3 separate regions of the Pan troglodytes genome follow, and all the other regions are linked to region 1. A link is a contact called in public Hi-C data. All regions are on one chromosome and are shown on one strand. Each heading gives the region's core, a stretch centred on a gene start, on an enhancer-like site or on the middle of the called end of the contact. The rest is flanking DNA. Distances are from core to core; before and after follow the strand shown. Region 1 holds the start of SEMA6A (semaphorin 6A). Region 2 has its middle 290 kb from the start of SEMA6A. Region 3 has its middle 370 kb from the start of SEMA6A.

Region 1 (3,090 bases), core at 85-2,584:
GACACTTATTCGAGCAAACAAAGCCCGGAACCTCTGGTGGCAGCGGCCACAGGAGCCAGGATCTCACCGAGAGACAGGGCGCGCGGGTGCCTAGAGCCATTACAAGTTTCTTGCACTCCACGGAGCCCAGCCCAGACCCCACACTGACAACAAAAGATTCTCTCCGCTTCCACACCGTCTCCGCGGAACCCCTTCTCCCACCTGGCACTGGACGAAAACAGCGCTGTTCTACCCAACCCCCTCCAACCCTCGAGGGCAGAACCCCTTCCCCTGCCTTCGACACACCGGGCCAGGGAGCTTCTGAGAATCCCACCATTTAGGGCCCGCTCTGCTCCCTGCTGGGCACGCGGGAGGATGAGCCTTGGGTCTCGCACACACACCCGCAGGAGGAACACCCATACGCGCCGTCGCGGCCCGGGGCGGCGCCGGGCGTGTGCGCAACGCGGGTGGGAAAGCTCTCGACGTGGAGCCGGACGCACTCTGGGGTGCAGGGCAGAGAGGAAAGGCAGGCAGGGCTCACGGCTGCTCCCCCAGGACCGGGCAAGGCTCGGGAAACAGAGACACAAGACAAAATAAAACGCAGGCACCACAAAGCCGACAGCACGCGCTAGCCACGGCCCCGGGACCCTCAGGCTGGAGTCCAGCTGCCCGGGAGGTGGGGCGCGCCCGGGCGCCCGGGGCGTACCTTTTCGGTGCATCGACGGACAGGCGGCCGGGGCTCGGAGCGAACTGGTACAGCGTGTATCCCATTTAGTAATCCATTATCGAGGGGATCTCTCCGGGCCGCGGGCTGCACTCTCTCCTTCGCAAGCCTTTGTCATTCCTACATGTGTGCTTGTCTCTTTGGGGGAAATAGTCGCGGCGACTACTTTCTGGGATGCAAACGCGATGTGTTCATCTCCAATGACGAGCGGAGAAGGGGAGAGGAAAAAAGCCAAAAAAAAAAAAAAAAGAAAAAGAAAAAGAAAACCAACAAGGAAGAGGGTAAATGTTCAAGAAACTCTTCTCCAAATCCAAATTCCACTTGGATTCCACTCCGGTGAGTCCCCTTGGTGGTGTCTGCGCCGATTAACAAGTCATTTCAGGGTGGGGGGCGGGGTGGGGGCTGGGGCAGGGGTGCAAGGCTCTGGCCCGGCTCTGCGGCCGGCAGCGCGGTGCCGCGGGTGTGGTGATGCTGGCCGCTGCTACACGCTGCTAAGCGGGCATCGCGGGCGACCGGCACCGCGGAGGAGCGCCGCTGCTGGGTCCCGAGCGCCTGGGCAGCCGAGTGCGCGGGGAGCGGAGTTGGCTGCAGCCTCACCCCGTGCCGCTCACTACTCCTCTGTCACCGGAGAGGCCGCCGCTCCCGGGCGGAGCCAAGTCCCGGACTGGATTGCGCAGATCGGACTCTCCTCCCGCAACTCCGCCTACTTTGGCTGGCGTCTCCTCCGACCCAAAGGAGAGCTGTGGTGTATGTGAGTGAGAGTGAGCGAGGCAGAGGGGGAGAAACTACGCGGTGTGGCTGCAGGTGGAGCCTTGGACCAACTGGCTAGCGCCGCTTCCTTCCACCAGGATTCCTGGCCCCACCGCGCGCTAGGCGGAGGCTCAGTGGGGGCGACTCTGGCTGGAGCCCAGCCCTCACCTCCCCCACCCCCACATCTGCTCTAGCTAGGAAAAAAAAAGAAGAAGAAAAAAAAAATCCCGGACAGCATTGCTGAGTCCTGCCAAATCAGACAAATAAATAAAAATAGACGTAGTGCAGGAGCGAGTTACAAGAAAGGTTTTGTTCATCGATTTTCTTAAATGGAAAAGTTTTAAAGGATGAGGGTAAGTGAACGGCGAGCTTTTCTGATTCTGATTACTGTTATCAAGAGGTAGATTCCAGAAGCGATGGACGCTCTACGTAGTTAGATGAATTGGATAGAAGCCGGTGCGATTAAAAATACACTTGGAAGATAAGAACACAGCTATTAATTACGCACATACACACGTTAATAAAGCATGTGAAGTAAGCAAATAAACTACAGTGCAGAGAATGGCGTTTTTAACGACGGCGATCTATTTTAAAACTTCATGAAGTTCACATTGTGTGGACTGGTCTTAGAAATAAGTAAACTTCAGAAATAACACGCATACAATTCCAGTGAGAACCCAAAAGGTTTATGGAAGAAGAAAATCGCAACCACTTCCAAGGCGCTATTGTTATGATCACATGAAGAATGGCAGGCACAGCCTTCTTTCACCACTTGAACTTTCAATAGCTACAAAGTCTTGCAGTTACAGGCTTGTGCCAACTCGTCGGGCCACACCACGTTCCCCTCCCCCTGCCGCTGCGCCCCGAAATCAACTGTGCGCCGCGGCTCTTGCTCCCCAAGGGGGCTTCGCAGACGGTACGGATCCTAGTCGCAACCTTTAAACAAATAACACCGGGCGGCCCAGCAGTTCTCGGAGAGATATTTACTAGTCATGGAGTTGGCTGAGAAAAGCAAGTGCGGAGATCGGGGTCTCAGTCCCACTTAGGCCGAGTTTCTTTATATTGGAAACTGTACCTGTTCCCTAATTGGGACTAGGACCACTAATAAGTCCACGTTCCCTCGTTGGTCGCTTCTCTAAGTACAGACATCTGCTTAAGAGGCTTCACGAAGAATAAATGCACATGGGTCAACACCCATTCCCCCCGCACCACTACCACCACCTGGAAAAGGTAGGGAGAATGGTAGGAAAAAAAGAAAAAATCAGTACCTCTGCTGTTCTCCAGAGCTGTCAGCAGGGGCCGCTATCCCCACCTTTCTCGGGCAAAGGCCGCTATAGACCTGGGGTAGTGGGGGGCGCGGCCCTAGGTGCGCGCGCAGCCCCCGCGGCTTCAAGAGCCAGCCTCGGGAGGGGGTTGGGGAGTGTGGAGCGGTGGGTAGGATTGCGCTTTCCCGCGGGTTGGGTGGGGGCCGGCTCCAGGACGTCTCCTCAGAATCCCGCGGGGTTAGGAGAAGGATCTGGCGGCCAAGACGGCTGGATCCCCGGCTGCGCTATTTAACACCCAGATTTTGGCTGATGACTGCAGGGTCAGTGTGAGCTGGTCCCCTGGCTCGTCCGTGCGCCCCAGGCGCGGTACTG
Region 2 (3,343 bases), core at 662-3,161, 290 kb after region 1:
CAGTCATAGTATTCTTGTTGTTTCTCTTTCTTCTCTTCTTTCTCCCTTCCTCCTTTCCTTCCTACCTTTTTTCCTTCCTTTCTTCTTTCTCCCTTCTCTCTTTCCTTTCTCTCTCTCTCTTTCTGTTTTATCTCTCTCTCTGACACACACACACGTGCATGCACACACACACGTGCATGCACACACACACATGCGCACACACACACACACACACCTTTCCCAGTTCAGGGCTCTCAGGGCTTTGATTTCTGCCAGGTAGTCTTAGGAAACTCTTTAGTGTAGGTATTCACTGACCTTGCAAAGGGCATGTGGATACCAACAGGTTGATAGATACTAACAGATTAAACATTTCCCTTCCTGGGTAATATATTTGCATAACCATAGATGCCTATCTTAACCAAAGACTGGCTCAAAGTTTTCAAAGTGTGTTTCAACTTAGAAACAAGCAAACCAACCAAAAAATCTGATGCTTAAGTGTATAAGGGGTGGGGAGAGCAAATATTTGAGGAAGACAAACCTTTGAGGGCCTACAGTATCCCACCACAAAGGCCCAGTTGTCCATGATTGAAGTCAGCAGTGCAGAGACTCAGCTGATCAAGGAGAAGATGAGGCTGCTTTAGAACTATAAAGGACCCATGGCCCTCATCTGGTAAATCAGCATTGATCTGTCATGGTATCTCCTTGCAGTATAAATTGATAAGGGAGGATCATGCATTAAACCATCTGCTTCAAAGAGTTTAACTTTCTTTCATAGGGGAGCCGTTCTAGGTTAGGATCATAATGGAGTATTAACTTGTTTTATGGTATATACCAGGATATTTTTCATTCTCCTTGCCAGAATAGGCAGCTGTCTTTACCAATAAATCTTGTGAAGTTTTCCACTTTTGGGAAATCATCTGATTCAAAGCAGAACTGTTCTTATAACTTCAGGAAAAAAATTAAAAATCTGCTCTATTTCAAATACCCTTAGAGCAAGACATGTTGAAAAATCTTATTTAGTATTTCATGCCTAACATTATTTGCATTAAGAAAGTTCCTCCTAAGAGCTAACTCAAATCTTTTTGCAATAATTTAAGCCATTTTCTGGGCATGGCTGAAGTGAGAGTTAAAAACTTTCGTAAATCCCTTTTGCGTCTTGAAGGAAGCCAATATGTCTACAGAGAATTTAGGAGGATACAAAATGTCCTTAAAACCTTTCTGGTCCTGACATCTATTCATTTGGAACACTTTTCTTGTGATCTTTTGGGATTCTGGGTCTCCTTATAAATGACTTCTGAAGAAGGGACAGACAGCAATAGGGTAACAGAGAGCAAAGAGGCTCCGTACTATTTTTTGACTTTTCTGACCACTGTGAAATTGAGGACACATTGTTTTGGAAAAGAAATTCCTTGGGTGACTTCAGCTGTGTTAGTGGGGCAGGACTCCAATGAGTTCTCCACTGTAAAATAAGAGGGCTATGCTGGGTGGCTGATAAGATGTGGCCACTAGCTGCCGGTCCCCCAGCCATTTCCTGGCCTCTGCATTAACCTCAGCAATGCTTTTTCTGCAAATGCTTCCTCTACCGGGTTCCCCAGTCGGCTATGAACTCAGGCAGCTCAATTCAGGGGTTGTGTGAGGAGGCAGGCTTGCCTATGGGAGCCCAGCAGCAACCATAGAAGAACTGATTAGCTTTTAATAGCCGACCTCCACCAGACAGGCAGGAGTCTAAAGAGTAAATAGAGGTGCTGGCCCTGGAATTTTTTTAAAGGCCCCAGAGGGATTTGTTCACCGGCGTTTGAATTTCTACAGAAAGGCTCTGTGAAGCTCTAAATTAAACCAAGCTGACCCCTTTCACAACCCAAGTTATTTACAGTTCACAGGTCTTTGGAGAGTTCTAGTTTGCATGCAGTTGAAAATGGGTCCCTGGTTGGCAAAGGTAGCCTACTGTGGTGCTATTTGCATTACACTACCTTGCTTTCCTTTGGTGTGGGAGAAAGCTCTGGAATGGAAGCCAAAAGATGTGGTCTAGTTGTAAACATGCCTTTGTTTTTCAGCAAAGGAATGGCGCCGGTAGAAATAACCAAGAAAGAGCCCGCTACTAGAAAGCAAATAACTGAGTTCTCTCTGTAATTAAATGCATTCCTCAGAATAATAACTAAGTAGTAGGAAGGAAACCAAGCAACACCCCCTCCCCACCACTGCAACTGATTTCCTTTGCAGCTTTAACAATCAGATCAGTCAAGAAGACTGGCACTGATTATAGCACTCAGTTTCCCCATTTTGCTCCATACTGGGAGAGTAATTAAGTTAAATTGCTTTCAGTGCCTGAGATCTGGTTTGTGTCAAAGTCAAATAAAGTGCTGGTTCAAGTTTGTTCATCAGCACCTTGAACTTACCCCCTGGCCCTTACTTGTATAAAACCATGGCAAGGTTTTGTACCATGGCAAGTGTTGGATAGAGAAATCTTGAAACCCCACAAAAACCTCATTTCCTCTGAGAAATGTGGCATGTGTCTCTCTTTCTCAAGACTGGTAAACTTGGTTTGGCGGATATTTAGGAGAAACTTTTTGTGATCTATCAAATAAAAGAAGAGAGCTTGCCAAGACACAAGCCGAAGTTTAGTCACAATTACTGAAAACTGGATTTCATGGGAAGAAAAGTACAACAAAAGTTGTAATCTGGAATTAGGAGAAATGTGAAGGTAAAAAGATTGATACGTTATGTTTAGGAGAAAATGAGGTGATCTCATACTTCCCTCCCTTTCTTCTTTATCTCCAGCTGAGTCTAAAACACATCATTCTCCCTCTTCTGGGTAGGAAAGTATACTAGGCATGGATATTGGTAGTGAAGGAAATAAAAATATTTTACTCCAAAATAGACCTGTCTGACTTATTTTGAGATGGTTGTTCAGAAGGCCTGCAAAGCTGTCTTTTGTGGGAGAGATTTGCATCTGTACAGAAAATCTGCATTAATGCAGCCAAGTTTCTCTGAGACCTTCCCTTTTCCAGATCTAAGAAAGATTTAGGAGAGAAAGTGTGACATGTTTAAATATCTGAAAGAAACATTCACTCTCTATTCTCTCTGAGGGCTGCTCCCGGTGAGATTTCATCTGTATAACAAGACCTCCTTTGCTAGCCAGCTCTTCTCCCCAGCCCATAACCTGTGTGGCCACTGGAATCTGATTTGCCACAGTACTCTGTTTTTGGCCATGTTCTGTGCTCCCATTCTTTCTGTAGCCTCAAGGTGGTACATAAGCTTCTGTACCCCACTGGCGGGTTGTGATCACTCTGTGATTCTCTCCTATGTGCACATGAGTAACTTTGTATGTCTTTTCTCCAGTTAATCTGTCTTTTGTCAGTTTTTT
Region 3 (2,916 bases), core at 145-2,644, 370 kb after region 1:
ACTGGGGCAGCCGGTGCCTGGGGGGCTACACTGGAACTGTGATTGTGAAACCAATTCAAAGAGGTAGCATTTACAGTGAGACCTGAATGACAAGAAGGAGCCAGGTGTGCAGTGATTCTCCAGGAAGGAGTTCCAGGTATCGAGAACAGCTGGCATAAATGTTTGAAGGTGGGTATAGCAGCACTATTCACAATAGCCAGAAGGTGGAAACAACCCTAACGTCCATCAGCAGTTGAATGGATAAACAAAAGGTGGTATATCCATGCTATGGAATATTATTCAGCCTTAAAAACAAATGAAGGACTGATACATGATAATGTCAGGCCTCCGAGCCCAAGCCAAGCCATCTCATCCCCTGTGACTTGCACGTATACATCCAGATGGCCTGAAGTAACTGAAGATCCACAAAAGAAGTAAAAATAGCCTTAACTGATGACATTCCACCATTGTGATTTGTTCCTGCCCCACCCTAACTGATCAATGTAGTTTGTAATCTTCCCACCCTTAAGAAGGTTCTTTGTAATTCTCCCCACCCTTGAGAATGTACTTTGTGAGATCCACCCCTGCCCACAAAACATTGCTCTTAACTTCACCGCCCATCCCAAAACCTGTAAGAACTAATGATAATCCATCTCCCTTCACTGACTCTCTTTTCGGACTCAGCCCACCTGCACCCAGGTGAAATAAACAGCCATGTTGCTCACACAAAACCTGTTTGGTGGTCTCTTCACACGGACGCGCATGAACCTATGACATGGATGAACCTTGAAAACATTAGGTTAAGTGAAAGAAGCCAGTCACAAAAGAAGCCAGTCACATACATATTGTGTGATTCCTTTTATATGAACTATCTGGAATAGATTAGTCCATAGAGACAGAAAGGAGATTAATCATTGCCAGGGGCTGGGGTGGTGGTGGAGAATGACTGCGTAATTTGTATCGAGTTTTCTACAGGTGTGATGAAAATGTTTTCGAAACAGGTAAGGGTGATTGTTGAGGACATTGCGAATGTACTAAATGCCACTGAATTGTATACTTTAAAATCGTTCGTTGTTTGTTATGCGAGTATTAGCTCAATTTTTTAAAATGTGCTAAGGTGAGTATAAACTTGCTTGGTGAGAACAGAAGGGCTGGAGTTAGGTACATGTGAGAATGAAAGGAAGGTAGATGTGAGTTTTCTCTCCCAGGAGCAGAAATCTTTTGCATCTACCCCTTTCCTAGTAACAGTGGCTCTTTCCCTAGATCCTGTGGGAAAGATGGCTTCCCACCTCCTCCCCGGCGATAGACTTGTCTTAACCTCCATCCCTCCCGGTAAGCAATGAGTGTATGCCTGGACCCTGGGGCAGGAGAGTTTGCTTCCCTCTGCTGGCAGATACGGCATCTGCTTCATAGGAGAGAAGGGTCTGGGGAAATAGGAAGTGTGTTTTCTCTCCCCAGCAGCTGTTGATCACTTCCTGCAGGCTGCATCATCCGGCTAACTTTGTGGAGTAGAGGTGGGAGATTTCTCTTTTGCCTCCTTTGTTCTGCCTGCAGGCTTTCTTGTGGGAAAGCAAGGTAGCCAGGGAGCCCACACTTCTATGAATCTGGAGTTCCCGGCTATTCTATACTGACAGTCTAGTCCATGCTTGGCCTTAATGCATTTCTTAAAATTTTAGTTGATTTCTCCTTACTTGCTTGTATGCTGCCTACTTCTTTTTCTCATGCTCTGTCGAAGATGAAATAGTTATATGCCTTGTCTGTGCTTGGAAGGGTTTACCTCTCCTTGGAATTTAGTTCACTTAGTGCCTAGATTGCTCAGCTCCAGAGAAGGTATGATTTTGTAGGTCATCTGTTTTTTTCTTATCGTTAAGTTTGGAGTGATATTAACTTATGGCTTTCTACAGTCGAAGTGGAAGTATGTGTGTGTGTGTGTGTGTGTGTATATATATGTTTGATCTATGTATAGATTTTCCACTCCAATCCATATTTCCAATCCACTGTTTTTCCACAGTGCCACTAAGTTTTAATTACTATAGTTTTATAATATACTTTAACCAATAGGATAATTTCTCTCTCATTATTCATCTTTAATGAAAAAAAGATCTGGGTTATTCTTGCTTTTTTTTTCTTCTAAGTGATCAGCAGGATTATCTTTCAAGTTCTTCAGGAGATCTCATTGAAATTTTTATTGGGATTATGTTAAATATTAGAGTAGTTCTTTGTCAGCATTTTCAAATTCTTGAAGGATTATTTAGAATTCTAATTCTTCTTGGGTTAAATATGATAATTTATACTTTCTAAAATATACATTATCAAGGTTTTCACATATAGTAAAATATATTCACATTTTATAAAATATTTTCTATAGGATTTTAAAATCTATAGTTCTCTAGTTATATTTGTTTAAAATTTTTTTGATTTTTAGTTTATTTGCATATATCGTAGAGGTATATATTTATGGGGCACATGAGATATTTTGGTACAGACAGGCACAGTGTAATAATAACATCATGAAAAAATGAGGTATCCATCCCCTAAGCCTTTATCCTTTGTATTTCAAACAATCCAATTATACTCTTTTAGTTATTTTGAAATGTACAGTTAAATTATTATTGACTATAATCCTGTTGCACAATCTGATTATATTTCATTTCTGATTTTTTATTCTACCTGATAAATCTTTCCAGAGTTTATCTTTTTCAGTATGCATTTTGCAAACATCCAGCTCTGAGGTTTATTCTACTGTTGCTTTCCTGAACCTCAACTTTCTCAGCTGCTAAGTTGAAGATAATAGTATTGACTTCACAGGATTGTCTTAAGGTTTTGATGAGACAATAAAAATAAACATTTTGGGCTGGGCGCGGTGGCTCATGCCTGTAATCCCAGCACTTTGGGAGGCCGAGGCGGGCGGATCATGAGGTCAGGAGATCGAGACCA

What was found. A called contact is a pair of places that touch in the nucleus more often than the background predicts.
Region 2: a contact with region 1 is called in a Hi-C map of induced pluripotent stem cells, with 2.2 times the contacts expected there. The contact joins the enhancer-like site here to the promoter of SEMA6A in region 1. A contact is called at or near these places in 1 of 7 Hi-C or Micro-C datasets (induced pluripotent stem cells) and 1 of 1 datasets of contacts at active chromatin or transcription factors (stem cell-derived excitatory neurons).
Region 3: a Hi-C map of induced pluripotent stem cells shows a contact between it and region 1, with 4 times the contacts expected there. The contact joins the enhancer-like site here to the promoter of SEMA6A in region 1. A contact is called at or near these places in 3 of 7 Hi-C or Micro-C datasets (induced pluripotent stem cells and stem cell-derived neural progenitor cells), 1 of 1 datasets of contacts at active chromatin or transcription factors (stem cell-derived excitatory neurons) and 1 of 1 other capture datasets (stem cell-derived neural stem cells).

What each region holds. Positions count from the first base shown.
Region 1 is chr4:114,281,495-114,284,584 of NHGRI_mPanTro3-v2.0_pri, forward strand. SEMA6A (semaphorin 6A) reads right to left here and starts at 1,335. Exons shown (of 19, transcript XM_001151177.7): 1 at 686-1,335. LOC134810096 (a long non-coding RNA gene) reads left to right here and starts at 951. Exons shown (of 3, transcript XR_010157313.1): 1 at 951-1,039.
Region 2 is chr4:114,570,075-114,573,417 of NHGRI_mPanTro3-v2.0_pri, forward strand. No RefSeq gene overlaps it. Among named protein-coding and RNA genes, the nearest start is that of SEMA6A, 290 kb to the left of the region's middle. Within about 2 kb of position 1,912, at least 5 of the 24 cell types and tissues checked have an H3K27ac peak or open chromatin away from gene starts, as enhancers often do. A contact at or near this core is called in induced pluripotent stem cells, where this site is marked.
Region 3 is chr4:114,653,902-114,656,817 of NHGRI_mPanTro3-v2.0_pri, forward strand. No RefSeq gene overlaps it. Among named protein-coding and RNA genes, the nearest start is that of SEMA6A, 370 kb to the left of the region's middle. Within about 2 kb of position 1,395, at least 1 of the 24 cell types and tissues checked has an H3K27ac peak or open chromatin away from gene starts, as enhancers often do. A contact at or near this core is called in induced pluripotent stem cells, where this site is marked.